3 separate regions of the Mus musculus genome follow, and regions 2 and 3 are each linked to region 1. The links are chromatin contacts, called in public HiCAR-type and HiChIP or PLAC-seq maps. All regions are on one chromosome and are shown on one strand. The core of a region is the stretch at or near the end of the contact, and the rest is flanking DNA. Distances in the headings are between cores, read along the strand shown. Region 1 has its middle 72 kb from the start of Gm25755. Region 2 has its middle 15 kb from the start of Gm34576. Region 3 holds the start of Ssr3 (signal sequence receptor, gamma).

Region 1 (4,783 bases), core at 351-2,850:
AAGAGGCAGTGGTAAACTCACAGTCCAGGGTCTGGGGGAACCATGGGATTGGTAGTTGTCCCCTTCCCTCCTGCCCCTGCAGTGAGGCAATAAAAGATGGATCTCTGAGGCAGTGACTGAGGCATTGTGCATTAACAGCTACATGGAGATTTTCATTTCAAATCTCATGTATTGACAGTTGAAACTGGAGCTGTTACATAAAGCATCACTCAATGTCTTTCAGAGACTCTTTCTCAACACATCATTCACATGCTAGAACACAGAGAGGCCTTTAGATCCATGGGGAAAGTTGAGTAAAGGGTCCAGGATTTGTGTGGAACACATTATGTCAAGACATGAGAATGACAGTCATGGCTGCTGACAGAGAAAGCTTGCTTGCCCAACAGTGACCCAGTATGGCTGCACCCTCATGGACCAGCTGGCAGTACAGACAGATTTGGGGAGACAGCTGGGGACTACTCATGAGAAAGTCAAAGATTTGCAACAACAAGGAGGTTGTTGTTCTTACATGTGTCTCTCTAACCCTAGGTAAGGTACCTTGCTTCAGGAGGCGAAGTGGGACTCTGTAGGTTGGTTTAGTCAGACAGGAGCTATCATCACATGGGCAAGAACGCCAAGAATGCCAGTCTCTGCTCTGACACGCAGACCCTGTTGGAAGAAGTACTTCCCGTGTTGGCTTTGTTCTTCTAAACACAAGTCCACAAAACAGGCTTCAGAGGAGACTTGGAACCTGGCCAGAAGCCACTTCAGGCAAGTCACAGACAGCGGTGAGTCCCACTCACCAGCCCTTGTTTTTCCCATGGGTCACAATACAATGACCTCACAGAACAGTTGGAAGAATGAGTTTAAACAGGGGTCATTAGGTTGGAGTTACTGTCTGAACAGGCTTCAAGAGGGTCTGCGAAGCCTGGCATTTTCATGAAGCACTTGTACATATTTACATGTGTCCTCTTGAGGAGGGCCTAGGCCCTGCCTTCTACTGCAATTTCAAAGAACGTTGGCACTTTCACAAGGTTAAGAATCACTGCTTGGGAACCGTGTGGATGTGTGACTGCAAGCATCCAGTTAAACTATGGCCAGCAAGAACTTTGGAAGTCAAAGGAACACAGAGGAGCATTTGCTGCGTGAGACTCACAGGGGAAAAAAAAGTAGAAAATGTGACTTTTGACCCTCTGTAGCAAACAGCACCTTTTGGACATGACCTTAAATGAAGTCAGTGGTTGAAACTGAGAGGATAAACAGCATATCTGACTGGTCAGAAGACGTTAAAAGCCTTGTAAATGCAGGTGGTAGAAGCAGACTGTTGGCTGCAGTGGTCGGAAGGTGTGTGCAGTGTGTGGGAAAGATGTTCAAAGGGAGGGAAGGATGGACAGGGGCAAGAACTTTCCTGCTTGGTCTACACCCCCACCCCACCCCCGAGGATGCTGGAGGAAGCTGAGCTCAGGAGCAGACCTTCAGTCATGGTCCATCCCGAATGTAGTTTCACATGTGCATGAACTGTTTTTGGTTCTTTAGCCTCTGCGCCACAGGCGAGGCTGAGGGGCTTGTGACTCACTGTGGGTAGAAAGGGATGACTTCCAGTGACTAACGTCTTTAGGCAGGAGGCTCTTCATTCTTGCTGTGAGACTCATAGGGCCTCTCCCACTTCCATCGCCGAAGTCCTCCAGGCGGGCCTCCTGCGACCACACCCCAAAATCTACTTACAGAAGACTAAGCAAAGCAGTTGGAAAGCAAGAAACAAATTTTGGAGAAAAAATGAGTCCATTGGAAGAGAACTTTGCTGACGCCTTTATATGTCTCTGATGATATGGGTGGGGCCGCTGTAATCCTTGCTGTGGAGATGACTCCCTGAGCTCTGCCTGGAGTTTGGCTCCACTGACTGATAAGGCTACCGGTCCCTGGATGGATCAAGGACATTTAAATAAATGCTGTCTCTTCAGAGATAATTTCTTAAGTTTGTGATTCCTAAATTTTATAGAGATACATAATGTCCATGCTGAAGGAAGGCATAGAGGAAATATTCTGGTCCTGTATCCGGCCTCTGATACTTCAAGCACATGTATCCTGCAACATCTTCCCTTTGCTGTCAGCTGGTCTTCTCATATCATCTGTCAAATCAGCCTTCTCCACCACCCTCCTATCCTTCACTTCCACCACACCTAGGGAGAACCATTATGGGGTCTAATTCATTGTATCACCAATGCATGCTGTACAGGAATCAATCAACTCCTGTTTCTACTTAACACACCACATCTATATGATCAGCGACCTCCCTGTATGAAGCATACTGATGTTAAACAACTCTTGATGTAAAATCCTTTCTGAACAGTATTTGTGCTGCAGCTGGTAAGAATTTCTTTTCAGTCTGCGAGAAGCTTCATCCACACTCAGCACTATAAAGCCCTCATGCTTTTTATCTTTCTTGAATTGTCCATAGGTATAGGGATACAGTTCACCAACAGTCCCTGCTAAAGTCAAATATCCTCTCTGATGCTATCTTTCACAAGACAACAATCCATTTACAGGAGAGAAAAACAACTCCCAGGACCAGAGATCCTCCAGCTAGAGAGAACAGACCCAACTTTTGCTTTCTTCATTAGTTTTAGTATGCTTTTTTCCCCTCTGCTGCTTCACTTCAGAAAAGACAGATAATCACCACCTTTATGAGTCAGAATCATAGCTCAGCACCTGCTAGGAAATTGAAAAATATTTCCCCATGTCACATTACAGAGTGACACTCATTGTCTTCACACGGCTGCTGGCATTCACGAGTTTGCCAAAGTGACTGCACTGGAGGCTCTGAAAGCCAGAGCGATAATGAAAAACAATGACTGAAGACATTGCCAAATGCCAGCACATAAAGATAGTAACATGAACTTGATAAACTCGGGCTTTCATTCCTTTTAAATTGTGCAGAGGTTAATAAAGGAGATTCTGTTTATCTCCAGCACAACAAAGTAACAGATGCAGGAAGTTCTGAGTGGTTTTCTTGTTTGTTTTGTCTTGTTTTTTTTAAATGCAGTCATTTCACTATTGGGCACAGAGTTCACTCCAGTCTGTGCTCATAAAGGAGAATCAATATGCTCAGTATCACAGGCCTAAGCTTAAAAGGGAAACTCATGTCCTGATGCAACAGCATTCAGCATGTGAAAAGGTAGGGACTGACAATAGAGCTTCTTGCCCAATTGCCACGTAAAGTAATAAAGATCAAAATATTACTGATCTACAGATGGCAAGTGAATGCTTGATATCTCTCCAAGCCAAGCAAAAGATGCATCAACGTTTTCAGTGATCTCTGCTGCATCTACACTGTAGCTTCAAGTGTGTTTCTGTTCAAGAACAATGTCCAGCTTCTCGGAAATGGGAAACACGGGTGCTGCAATACTTCAAGGACAGTCACATTGAAATACCCAGCCCAGCTGGCTGGTTCAATTCCAAGGCTGTGGTGTGGTCTCTGAAGATAGAAAAAGGGCAGTTCATGCCTTAGGTTATGGCGCTAGGAGGTGACTTTGTAGTTTAGAGGACCTGGCTTTCCTTTTGGGTAGGTGGTGATGGTTATATCCCTTGTCAGTTTTCATTATTTTTTTTCTTTATTGTCCCCAATGTGGGGATTGACAGAGCATATGTACACCCATTGAACATACCCATAACCGTATACTGCTTTGTTTGCTTTTATTTTTAAAGTATATATATATATATATATATATATATATATATATATATATATATACACATATATATATTTAAAGTATATACATATATATTCATATATATATATTTAAAGTATATACATATATATATTCTTTAAAATTGTGTGTGTGTGTGTGTGCGCGCGAGCGGAGGTTAGGAGAGGGTGTTAGATACCCTTGAACTGGCATTACAAGTGATTGTGAGCTACTTGATGTGGGTGCTGGGAGCTGAATTCAGGCCTTCGGGAGGAGCAGAAAGATCTTAACCACTGAGCCCTCTCTCCAGCTTTTTTTTTTTTTTTTTGACAGACTCACACACGTAGATAATGAACTGGGCCTTATTTCTTTCTCTTGCTGAAACCATCTTCCCGACAGGTTCCCTTCTGCTTTACTTCTTCCTGTGTGACTCTCAGTGTTTAAATAGGGCTGCCCGAATGAGAGTGGATGCGAGCTTTTGTTTAGTTTTTCACTCTGGGGAACTATCAGTGGTTTTAACACTAAAGTGACATGCCTTCCGGTCTCCATTAACTGTGAATTGTCTCGCAGGACAATTGTTTCCCCTCCCTTCATGAGCTGAGGAACCTGATGTTGTACAGGTCTGCTGAGTTTGTGAGCGCATTAGCCATGGCCCTGGCGTGTTCACAAGACTGCATCAGTCCTTCCCAACCTGGGACTCTCACAATCTTTCCACGCTCTTCTACAATGGTCCCTAAGCCTTGGAGGAGAGTGTGATAGGCAACATAGATGTCCCATTTAGGGGCAAGCACTCCATTTTCTGCACTTTCCCCAACAGTTTGTTTTTTTATTTTTTTAAATAGACAATCCACTGCAAAAAGGAGCAAAGAAGCGTCTTTGATTAAAGCTGAGCGTTTCACTAATCTATTATGAACATAAAGGTGACTAGGTAGAAGGTATTTGCAGTTAGCAAAGCACTAGTTAGTAGATTCTTCCCTGGAGCCTGTGACCATACCAACCTTAGGTCACAGTTTCAAGCTGGTGATAAGCCAAGGCTTATAGCTCCCAGCATTCGTTCCCTTTTGTGGAAGGGCTTAGATCCAATTAGGAAGAGACTGGTTGCTACATACTGCTTGCGC
Region 2 (4,802 bases), core at 39-2,538, 410 kb after region 1:
TGACTGCTGCTTGCTGGCTTGTTCATCTAGCTTTCTCATAAAGTCCAGGCTAACTAGGCCAGGGATGGCACCCCCCACTGTGGGCTAGACTTTACTATAATAATCAACAACATGCCCCACAGACATATTCTAGGCCAGTCTGGTACAGGTGATTCTTCAGTTGAGGTTCTCTCTTCCCAGCTGTGTTGAATTGACAACTATGAATAGCTATCACAAGGGTTTTCTGAAACTGGGCTGGGGTATATAGCTCCGTGGCAGGGCACTAACATAAGTATTTACCATGTGGGCTACATGTTTGAAATGTGGAAATTTTGCTTTGCAATGCGTGTAAATAAGCAAAGTGTGGGATGGGAAAAGGAACCTGTCACTTGCCCCAGCCCTGCCTTGCACAAAGCCCTGGGATGTAGAAAAAACGAGAGAGTAAATTAGCAATGGCTAATTATAATTCTGCAAATGTATGGGATGTGGGTTATATTGCAACAAAGCAACTTCCACACAGTGATAGATAACATTTTCAGAGCAGAATATAGCCATGTTTCTAATTAATTCCAATTAATTCTTATAGTACTCAGCGAGATAGGAACCATGGCAGGAAGGAAAGTACCAGTCTAAACTAACGGACTTTGGAGGTTCCCGGAGGAAACTATCCAAGGCCACACAGCAAGTCGGCTGAATGCCTGGCTCCTGAATACACACTTAATTTTACCCTGCCCTCTTTTGGCTAGGAAACCATTAAGAGCTTCAGTTTTCAGTTTTGAGATAAACCGAGGTTTTGATCTTGACCCTGATGCTTCCCAGTCAAGTGATCCTGGGCCAGCTACTGAAGTTGGTTTTCTGATATGTCCAGTAGAGATAATAATAGTGCATAGCTCATGGGATTGGTGTTTTGCACTGGGACTATCTATAGTAAGCTGTTATTAACTACGAAGTTCTTTTCTGTAGTGTTATCACTGGGTTGAGAACTGAAAAGCACTATACAAACCAAAACAGCAGGCAGTCAAACACTGTAGCAACTTGAAGAGTCAGCTTATTATTTCTGCAAGGGTGGAATTTTGTTTCCTATATAGAAATGCCCCAGTAAGCCAGCTCTCTGGCATGCTACCTTTTATATAATAACACAATTCAAAGTATAAAAAGAGTCAAAGTTTTAAATGAGGATTAAAGTATTTACCACGTGGGCCACATGTTTGAAATGTGGGAATTTTGCTGTGCCGTGCATGAAAACAAGCAAGTGTGGGCTGGGGAAGAAATGTGTCATTTGCCCAGCACTGGCCTGCAAGGGCAGAGCGACCTCACACGAGAAGAAAAATGCCAGTAATTTCCAAACTAATCTAATTTTAAATTTTAGGACTTTTCATTTCTTTGTGTAGAGACAGACTTATTCTTTGAAGAACAAACAAGACAAAACAAAACCTGGCACCGCCCATGCTAAAAGAAACCAAGTCTGACTGCTCCGTGCCACTCGGTTCACTTGGAAGGTAGGGAAGTTAGTCAAAGCCATTGTGGTTTTCTGAGTGCCCAGTGGTTTCTTTGAACACAGTTTGTGACTAGAATTTATTTTTTATGCTTTATTTTGGGCTTGGCACAGTTCGCTAGGGTATGATTCAGTCTCTCATATCCGATTACTTTCCTGCTAACTCAACGAACCCACTCTGGGTTTCTACCCAGTGGTGAACGCACCACACCATTGGTTTGCCTGATCAGGTCATCTTTGACTCCTCCTCTTCTCTCCCACAGCCAGTCGGTGGGTGCGCGCTCCGCTCTGTAGGCTTCCTCCAAAATGCCTTTAGTACCTTTGTCTCTTTAACTCCTTTACCGCAGTCCAAGTCTATCTCCTGCCGTGGCTTCTGTCATGTTCCACACAGCCAATTCTCCGCAGAGCAACTTGAAAGAGATTTATTTAAATGACTAATCATTTCAGTCACCTGCCTAAAAGCTGACTTTAGATAAAAAAAAAATCCCCAAACACAATTATTGGAAGTTTTTAAAAGATGTTCATGGTTATTAATCACCAGGGAAAGTACCATGAGATTCTGTTACACATCACAAAATGGCTAAAATTAAAAGCCTGACCAGTACCACATATTGCAAGGCAGTGGAGGAGCTAGAACTTGCATACAGTGCTAATGGGTGGCAACACATCCCGAGTCTGGAAAGTTGCTTAGCAATATATCTCAGTGTGTTCTAACTGGGCTTCCTAACTGTCTCGATCACTGTCTTACTATTGTAAAGACACACCACAACAAAGGAAATACATAAAAGAAAGCATTTTATTTAGGGGCTTGCTTACAGCTTTAGAGTCTAGTCTATAACCATCATGGCCGGGAACATGTCAGCAGTCAGGCAACTGGAACCTTAGCTGAGAGTTTTCATTTTAATTTTTTTTTAAATGTGAAATTAACATTTTTATTGGATATTTTCTTTATTTACATTTCAAATGTTATCCTCTTTCCTGGTTTCACCCCCTCCTGGAACCCCCCTGTCACATCCCCCCTCCACCTGCTTCTATGATGATTTTCATAAGGAAAATTGGTCTGAAGTTCTTTTTCTTTGTTTAGCCTTTGTGTGGTTTAGGTATCAATGTAATTGTGGCTTCATAGAATGAATTGGATAGTGTACCTTCTGTTTCTATTTTGTGGAATAGTTTGAAGAGTATTGGTATTAGGTCTTCTTTAAAGGTCTGATAGAATTCTCTACTAAACCCATCTGGTCCTGGGCTTTTTTTGGTTGGGAGACTACTAATGACAGCTTCTATTTCTTTAGGGGTTATGGGGCTGTTTAGATGGCTTATCTGATCCTGTTTTAACTTTGGCACCTAGTATCTGTCTAGAAAATTGTCCATCTCATTCAGATTTTCCAATTTTGTTGATTATAAGCTTTTATAGAGGGATCTGATGATTTTTTGAATTTCCACGATGTCCATTGTTATGTCTCTCTTTTCATGTCTGGTTTTATTAATTTGGATACTATCTCTGTGCCGTCTGGTTAGTCTGGCTAAGGGTTTATCTATCTTGTTGTTTTTCTCGAAGAACCAGCTGCTGGTTTTGTTGATTCTTTGTTTAGTTCTTTTTGTTTCTATTTGATTGATTTCAGCCTTGAGTTTGATTATTTCCTGCCCCTCTTGGGTACATTTACTTCTTTTTGTTCTAGAGCTTTCAGGTGTGCTGTCAAGCTGCTAGTGTAAGCTCTCTCCGGGTTCTTTTTGGAGGCACTTAGAGCTATGAGTTTCCTCTCACCACTGCTTTCATTGTGTCACATAAGTTTGGTATACGTGTCTTTCATTTTCATTAAATTCTAAAAAGCCTTTAATTTCTTTCTTTATTTCTTCCTTGTCCTTCCTGTGATCCTGGTTGTGTCAGAACTCCTCAGAGTCCAGCTGCCTCTGTGGTTCTGTGATTCAGGGATCTTGTGATCCTGAGATCTTGGGTATGTCAGAGTTCCTGGGAGTCAAGCTACCTCTGGGATCCTGAGATCCTGGTGTGACCAAGCTCCTGAGATCCTGTGATCCTAGGTGTGTTAGAGCACTTGGGAGTGGGACTGACTGTGAATTTCGAGCCCAAGGTCTGTTCAAGGCACCCACCCAGACGGGAAGGCACTTACATCTTAGAAACAGCAGGCAGATAGAGAGACTGGGCCTGATGTGGCCTTTTGAAACCTCAAGCCCACTCCAGTGACACCTTCTCCAACAAGGCTATATCTCCTAATCCTTCCTAAATAGTTAAAAAAAATACCCAGAGTCGATGGCTCCTTATAGCCATACAAAGATGTTGAAGTATTTGCTGCTTTAGTTGGCCACGTGAACCAAGGCCTCCCAGGGCTTAAAAACGAGGTAGACTAAAGACTCATGCAATAGCCAAGTTCATTCAGAAACAACAGGTACTTTACAATCTGAGGGTTAAGAGAAGTCACTTGAGTAAAGTGTACAATCATAAGGACAAGTTTCATGTGGCAAAACATGTTTTTCCATAGAGGTATATGCATATCAATAGCTGAAGGAAACTCACTCTTATCCCCTACCCTTGGAAGGAGCATGAAAACACATTCCAAGAATAATTCTGCATTATGGAGGAGCTGAGGTCATGAAAATCATGTCTTCTTTTCCTGGAGTTTTCTCACAAACATTCAGAATTCTCACACTACTCTATTTTTGGACTGTGTTCTGACACTGAAGATAGTTCACACTGGGCCTGGGGGATAGTTTAGTGGTGAAGTATAGATAGGATTATGTCTAGCGAGGCCCAGGGATCTCTGTCGGTGAGTCATGTCATGGCCTGGCTCCTGTTTTCCTCTCCTTACGCCTAACTATTCCTCATGGTCTTTTAAAACAAATCATTTCATTTTATTATTTTGTGTATATGGCTATTTTACCCAAATATACATGTATTACATGTGCGCAGTACCCATGAAGGCCAGAAGAGGGTGTCAGATCTTCTAGGACTGGAGTTACAGACAGTTGTCAGTTGCCATGTGGGTGGTGGGGGATCGAACCTGAGTCCTCTGGAGGAGTAGCCAGTGCTTTTAACAACTGACCTACTTCTTCAGCCCATCTTCCATGGTCTTATGTTCTTGCCACACAAGCCTGAGCTTCCGGTTTCTCTCAAACATGCTGCTTCCTATTCATTACTATATTTGGTTCCTTCACAATCTCTTCCACCACTTGAACATTTGCTATTTCCTTATTATTAAGTGATTTTCTGACCTCCACATCCACAACATTAGTCTTATTAGGTTAGATGACTTGTTAGTGTTAGTTCCTATACCTGCAGCACCCAGAATATGGCAACCATAAGATTTAGATATTT
Region 3 (4,727 bases), core at 742-3,241, 450 kb after region 1:
CCTTCATGTTCATCTTGTTGATGATGGCTCGAATCAATTCCGGGGGTGCTGGGGACCCAGCAATCACACCTCCACGAATGCTTGTGAAATCATAACTGGAGAAGTCTGGCTGATTCAGAATATCCACAAACATCGTGGGTGTGCCATACAGGAGGGTGCCTTTCTCTCTGCTGATGGCTTCCAATGCCTTCTTGCCATTGAAGCTTGGAAAAGACAGGAGGAGAGTGGCACCATGCATCATAGACACCATTGTGCCCCCCACGGAGCCCAGGCAGTGGTACAGGGGACTGGGCAGGACCACGCGCAACTCCTCTGCAGTCTTTGTGGGCATCTTCAGACGCTGGCCTATCAGCATGGAGTTGTTTACGATGTTGTGGTGGGAAAGAGTGGCCCCCTTGGGGTTTCCAGTTGTCCCCGAGGTGAACTGGATGTTGATGGGGTCGTAGCAGGACAAGAACCGCTGGTTGTACCGCAGCTGGGCTAGGTTCTGTTCCTTGCCACCGGCTGCCACGATGTTATCCAGGAGCAGGGTCCCCGGCAGAGGGGCATCCACGGAGATGACTGTAGTCAGGTCTGGGAGTCTCTCACTCTTCAAGGCCCCTGGCTGAGCCTTTTCCAGCTCAGGACAGACCTGCTTCAGGATGTCGTAGTACTGCTGGGTCTTGAATTGTTTGGGAAACACAATACCTTTGCAGCCTACCTTTCTGAGGACATATTCCAGTTCTGAGGACTGGTAGGCTGGGTTCACAGACACCAGGATGATGCCTGCCTGGGCAGTAGCCAGCTGAATAAGTACCCAGGCATAGGAGTTGGGTCCCTGCATGCCCAGCCGGTCACCCTTGCGGAGGCCAATGCTCAGAAGACCAGAAGCAGCTTTGTCCACCTCCTCCTTGAGCTGCGCAAAGTTCAGCCTGATGTTTTCATGGAGGATAACCAAAGCCTCTCTGTCGGGGAACCTCTGCGCTGTGGCGTCAAGGCACTCGCCCACAGTTGTGTTCACAAGATGGGAGTCGGTGTGGCCCTGAATGTAGCTGAGGCCTCCAATGGGCAAGGGGTTGGTGCAGTTCACCATTCCAGAACTGAGAGCGCGGACACTCTGCAACTTCGAGTTCGGCCGAGGGCGAGTGAGCAGCGTCCGGGGGCCCCGCGCCCCCAGGCTCGCGATACACAGCCTCCCGAAGCGCAGCATCCCGTGATAGACAGCCATGGCTCGCTTCCGCCGCGGGTCTGGGCCAGGAGTAAAACTCCACAAGAGTTTTTTTATTTTCCAATTCTAAAGACTGTAATGAGAGAGTCTTTTAGAGGCTAAGAGGCTTTGTTGATTAAAATGATGTAATAGTAATAATAATAATAATAATAATAATAATAATAATAATAATAAATTAAACCATGCAGATGGCTCAGAGGGTAAAGACACAAACGTGACAATTTGGTTCAATCTCTGGGACCCAGAAAGTAAAAGTAGACAACTAACTTCCTCAAGTTGTGTTCTGACAACGTTGTGGCACGGCCCTCCAACCAATCAATCAATCAACTAATCATCAATCAACCAATGAGCCAATTGTTCAATCAATGTAATAAATTTAAAAAGAAATATAAAGTGCACATGTGGAATGAAATACCAATAACGTTAGTTAGTTCGTTAGCTAGCTGGTTAGTTAGTTAAAACAGTACTGCTTGTATGGTTGCTCATTTCGATTATCCAAGCCTGTCTCTGGAGACTGAGGCAGGCGAGTTAGAGAGCAGCTCTAAACTACACACTAAACTACAAATCCCTTCATTCTTTGTGGCATTGAGGCGCCACGTACCCTGAAGGATGCGGAAGTCTTGTTCGCATGCCCAATCGTACCTCGACGCTTGTGAAACGACGGCAAGATGGCCAATCCCGAAGCAGCGTACCCTGCGGAGTCCCGCCTCCGCGTTGCGCTGACGGGTCGCGGGCGGATACGCGGCCTTCTGAACCTTCCCTGCCTCCCTGCTCCCGGCCTCCAGTCTTCAGCTCGGCCATGGCTCCCAAAGGCGGCTCCAAGCAGCAGTCCGAGGAGGACCTGCTCCTTCAGGATTTCAGCCGCAACCTGTCGGCCAAATCGTCGGCGCTGTTCTTCGGGAACGCGTTCATCGTGTCTGCCATCCCCATCTGTGAGCTTCGGGCGGGCGGCGGTGGCGGCGGGGACGTGGCGGGCGCGGCGGGGAGGCCTAGTGTCCGGAGCAGCGTCCTCGGGAAGTCACTCGCGGCGTGCTTCTGAGCCGGGCGCGGGTTCTGGCCCGGAATCTCTTTTTGGTACACTGCCCTTCTCCTCACCACTGTTGGACACTAGGATGTCTTTAATGAACCGGGCGGGGGAGCCACTGATAAACCTTCACTGAATTAGCAGCGTGACCCGTGGCAAACCTCCCCTTACTCCCGAGCATCCTTTGGACGTGCAGAATGCCAAGTTAGGCCTTGCCCGAGGTCCGCGATCAGCCTTGTTTAGGATTTCAATAACTCCTAGAGAGCAGCTCGAGCCTTCTCGATTGAATGAGAAACTGCCCACTTGAAGGCCAAAACTGTCTCCAAGTCCAGGTTTTCCGAGTTTCCTGTCTCCTGACCCGCACTGCCGCAGTGCTGCAGGCCAATCATGTCCAAAAAAAGTTCTTTGTTATTTTGGCCTTGTAAAAAGCTCAGCTTGCAGTGAATGTGGTGTGGAGCCCCCTGGGTTCACTGGCCCGACAAAGCATTGTTTGGATTTCAGTGAGCAGCCACGTCAGCAAGTTAACCAAAGTTTTGGGACAGCGGTTGATTTAAAATGGCCCGTGTTTTAACTTCCTAGTATTCCATGAGTGAAATTGTTATTATTTGTAATCCCCACTCCCAGTTTGTTCTCAAGTTAGAAGATGAAATTTCTAGACTAGCAATATCCCCACAGCCTACCTTTCTGTACTGGGAAAGCCCTGAACTGGGACAAACCCAGTTTATTGTCTATCTCACCTCTAGTGAAGTTTTTCGGATACTGGGTGGGATTTACTGACTCTCATTTACCTGGCTTAGCTGTAGTCTGGCATGTGCAATGGGGCAGTGATGTTGTGTGTCCCTTGCTTTTGTCTTATCTCAGGGTTGTATTGGAGAATATGGCATATGGATCTCATCCAGTCTGCTGTGCTCTACAGTGTGATGACCTTAGTAAGCACTTACTTAGTAGCCTTCGCGTACAAGAATGTAAAATTTGTTCTGAAGCACAAGTAAGTACCCTAAACCCAACCCCAGTCTGCATATTTTATGTTAGGGGGTCTTAAACATGATTTATAAGCATTAGTTTGAAATGTGTATGTAGTTAATCGTGAACCATATGACACTTCTGTGGAAATAGGTTTTGAGGGTGGAGTTTGAATATTCATTCCCAGTCTTCAATTGATGGTTTGGTCAGAAAAACAAGTCTATTAAATCAATGAATGTTTCCGAAACTCAGTGGATTTCTTTCTAGAAATTATTTTAGGCTGCCCATTTACTAATTTTGGAAGCAAAAAATTAAAAATTCTCTGACATTTTCAATGCCAGTTACTTTTTTTTTTTTTTTTTTTAATCTTGTAAGTCTATTCACTGTAGAAGACAACCCTATTTCTTGAATTTCAAGATCACGTATAAGACGAATTATTTTACTAGCTTTAGGAGAAGAAAACCCAAGTTTTTTTTTTTTTTTACACAAAGTTCTTTCTTTTTAAAAAATTTTTATATGAGTATACTATAGCTGTTTTCAGACACACTAGAAGATAGCATTGGATCCCATTACATATATTCTATGAGCCACCATTTGGTGGCTGGGAATGGAACTCAGGACCTCTAGAAGAGCAGTTAGTGTTCTTTAACCACTAAGCCATATCTCCAGCCTGGAAAACCTAAGTTTTACCTCAGTAAATTTTTATGTTTTAAGCACTTGTGTACTCTGCTTTCCTAAAAATAAAACAGGAGGGTGTAGCAGGCTATTCCCTTATTTGTTCAATAGGGCCTTTTAGGTTTTTCTTTGAAGTATTATTATTTTTTTTAAAAATAATTAACTCTTTTACTTTTGAACTGCGCTTGTGTGTTTGTGTCTGTGGTTTGGTGTGTCTCTTGCCTGAGGGGCCAGAAGATAGTGATAGATTTCTGGAACTGGAATTGCACATAGTTCTGAGCCACCTGATAGAGGTGCTGGGAACTGAACTCAGCTCTTCTGCAAGAGCAATGTGTACTCTTAACTATTGAGCCTTCTCTTGAGCTTCTAAAGTAATTTTTTAAAGGCAGTAGGTATTCCGATCTTAAATTTGTCATCTATTTACTGTTTTAAAATTTCTCACAGTATCCACACTTGACTAGAAACTAGTTTTGTTTAGATTGATATAGCAGTCTGCATCTGGTCTCTTGAAACAAAATTTAGAGTGTACTCTGACACACATTGCTTAAAGCTATTTGATGATACTTTTCCTTGCATTGTTTATATTTTATGGGATAAAAAATCACACATGCTCGTGAGGGGCTGGAGTGGTGGCTCATTGGTTAAGCTACTCGATGCTCTTCCAGAGGACTCAGTTTCAATTCTCAGCACCCACATGGTAGCTCACAACTGTCTGTAACTCTAGTTTTAGGGGATCTTATGCCTCCTGGTCTTGGGTACCAGGCATGCCTGTAGTGTACAGATATACAAACAGGCAAAATACATCACCATCATCTTTTTTTTTTTTTTTCCAAGACAGGGTTTCTCTCTGTGTAGTCC

The links. HiCAR-type assays count read pairs that join an accessible place to other places. HiChIP or PLAC-seq counts read pairs in DNA pulled down with a chosen protein or histone mark.
Region 2: a contact with region 1 is called in a FOXA1 HiChIP or PLAC-seq map of pancreatic cancer cells. The contact joins two enhancer-like sites. A contact is called at or near these places in 2 of 484 Hi-C or Micro-C datasets (embryonic stem cells and muscle stem cells) and 3 of 115 datasets of contacts at active chromatin or transcription factors (acute myeloid leukemia, bone marrow-derived macrophages and pancreatic cancer cells).
Region 3: a HiCAR-type map of fibro-adipogenic progenitors shows a contact between it and region 1, with 5 times the contacts expected there. The contact joins the promoter of Ssr3 here to the enhancer-like site in region 1. A contact is called at or near these places in 16 of 39 promoter capture datasets (the 3T3-L1 cell line, 3T3-L1-derived adipocytes, the C10 cell line and 9 more), 6 of 484 Hi-C or Micro-C datasets (DN2 thymocytes, bone marrow-derived macrophages, cochlea and 3 more), 11 of 115 datasets of contacts at active chromatin or transcription factors (bone marrow-derived macrophages, cardiomyocytes, craniofacial prominence and 8 more) and 3 of 9 other capture datasets (adipose tissue, embryonic stem cells and macrophages).

Annotation. Positions count from the first base shown.
Region 1 is chr3:65,841,323-65,846,105 of GRCm38.p6, reverse strand. No RefSeq gene overlaps it. Among named protein-coding and RNA genes, the nearest start is that of Gm25755, 72 kb to the right of the region's middle. Within about 2 kb of position 1,600, at least 65 of the 459 cell types and tissues checked have an H3K27ac peak or open chromatin away from gene starts, as enhancers often do. A contact at or near this core is called in embryonic fibroblasts, fibro-adipogenic progenitors, liver and 2 more, where this site is marked.
Region 2 is chr3:65,432,082-65,436,883 of GRCm38.p6, reverse strand. No RefSeq gene overlaps it. Among named protein-coding and RNA genes, the nearest start is that of Gm34576, 15 kb to the left of the region's middle. Within about 2 kb of position 1,288, at least 95 of the 459 cell types and tissues checked have an H3K27ac peak or open chromatin away from gene starts, as enhancers often do. A contact at or near this core is called in muscle stem cells and pancreatic cancer cells, where this site is marked.
Region 3 is chr3:65,389,817-65,394,543 of GRCm38.p6, reverse strand. It overlaps Ssr3 (signal sequence receptor, gamma), which reads left to right and starts at 1,991. Exons shown (of 5, transcript NM_026155.3): 1 at 1,991-2,139; 2 at 3,093-3,219. The coding sequence starts at 2,007. It also overlaps the pseudogene Gm5540.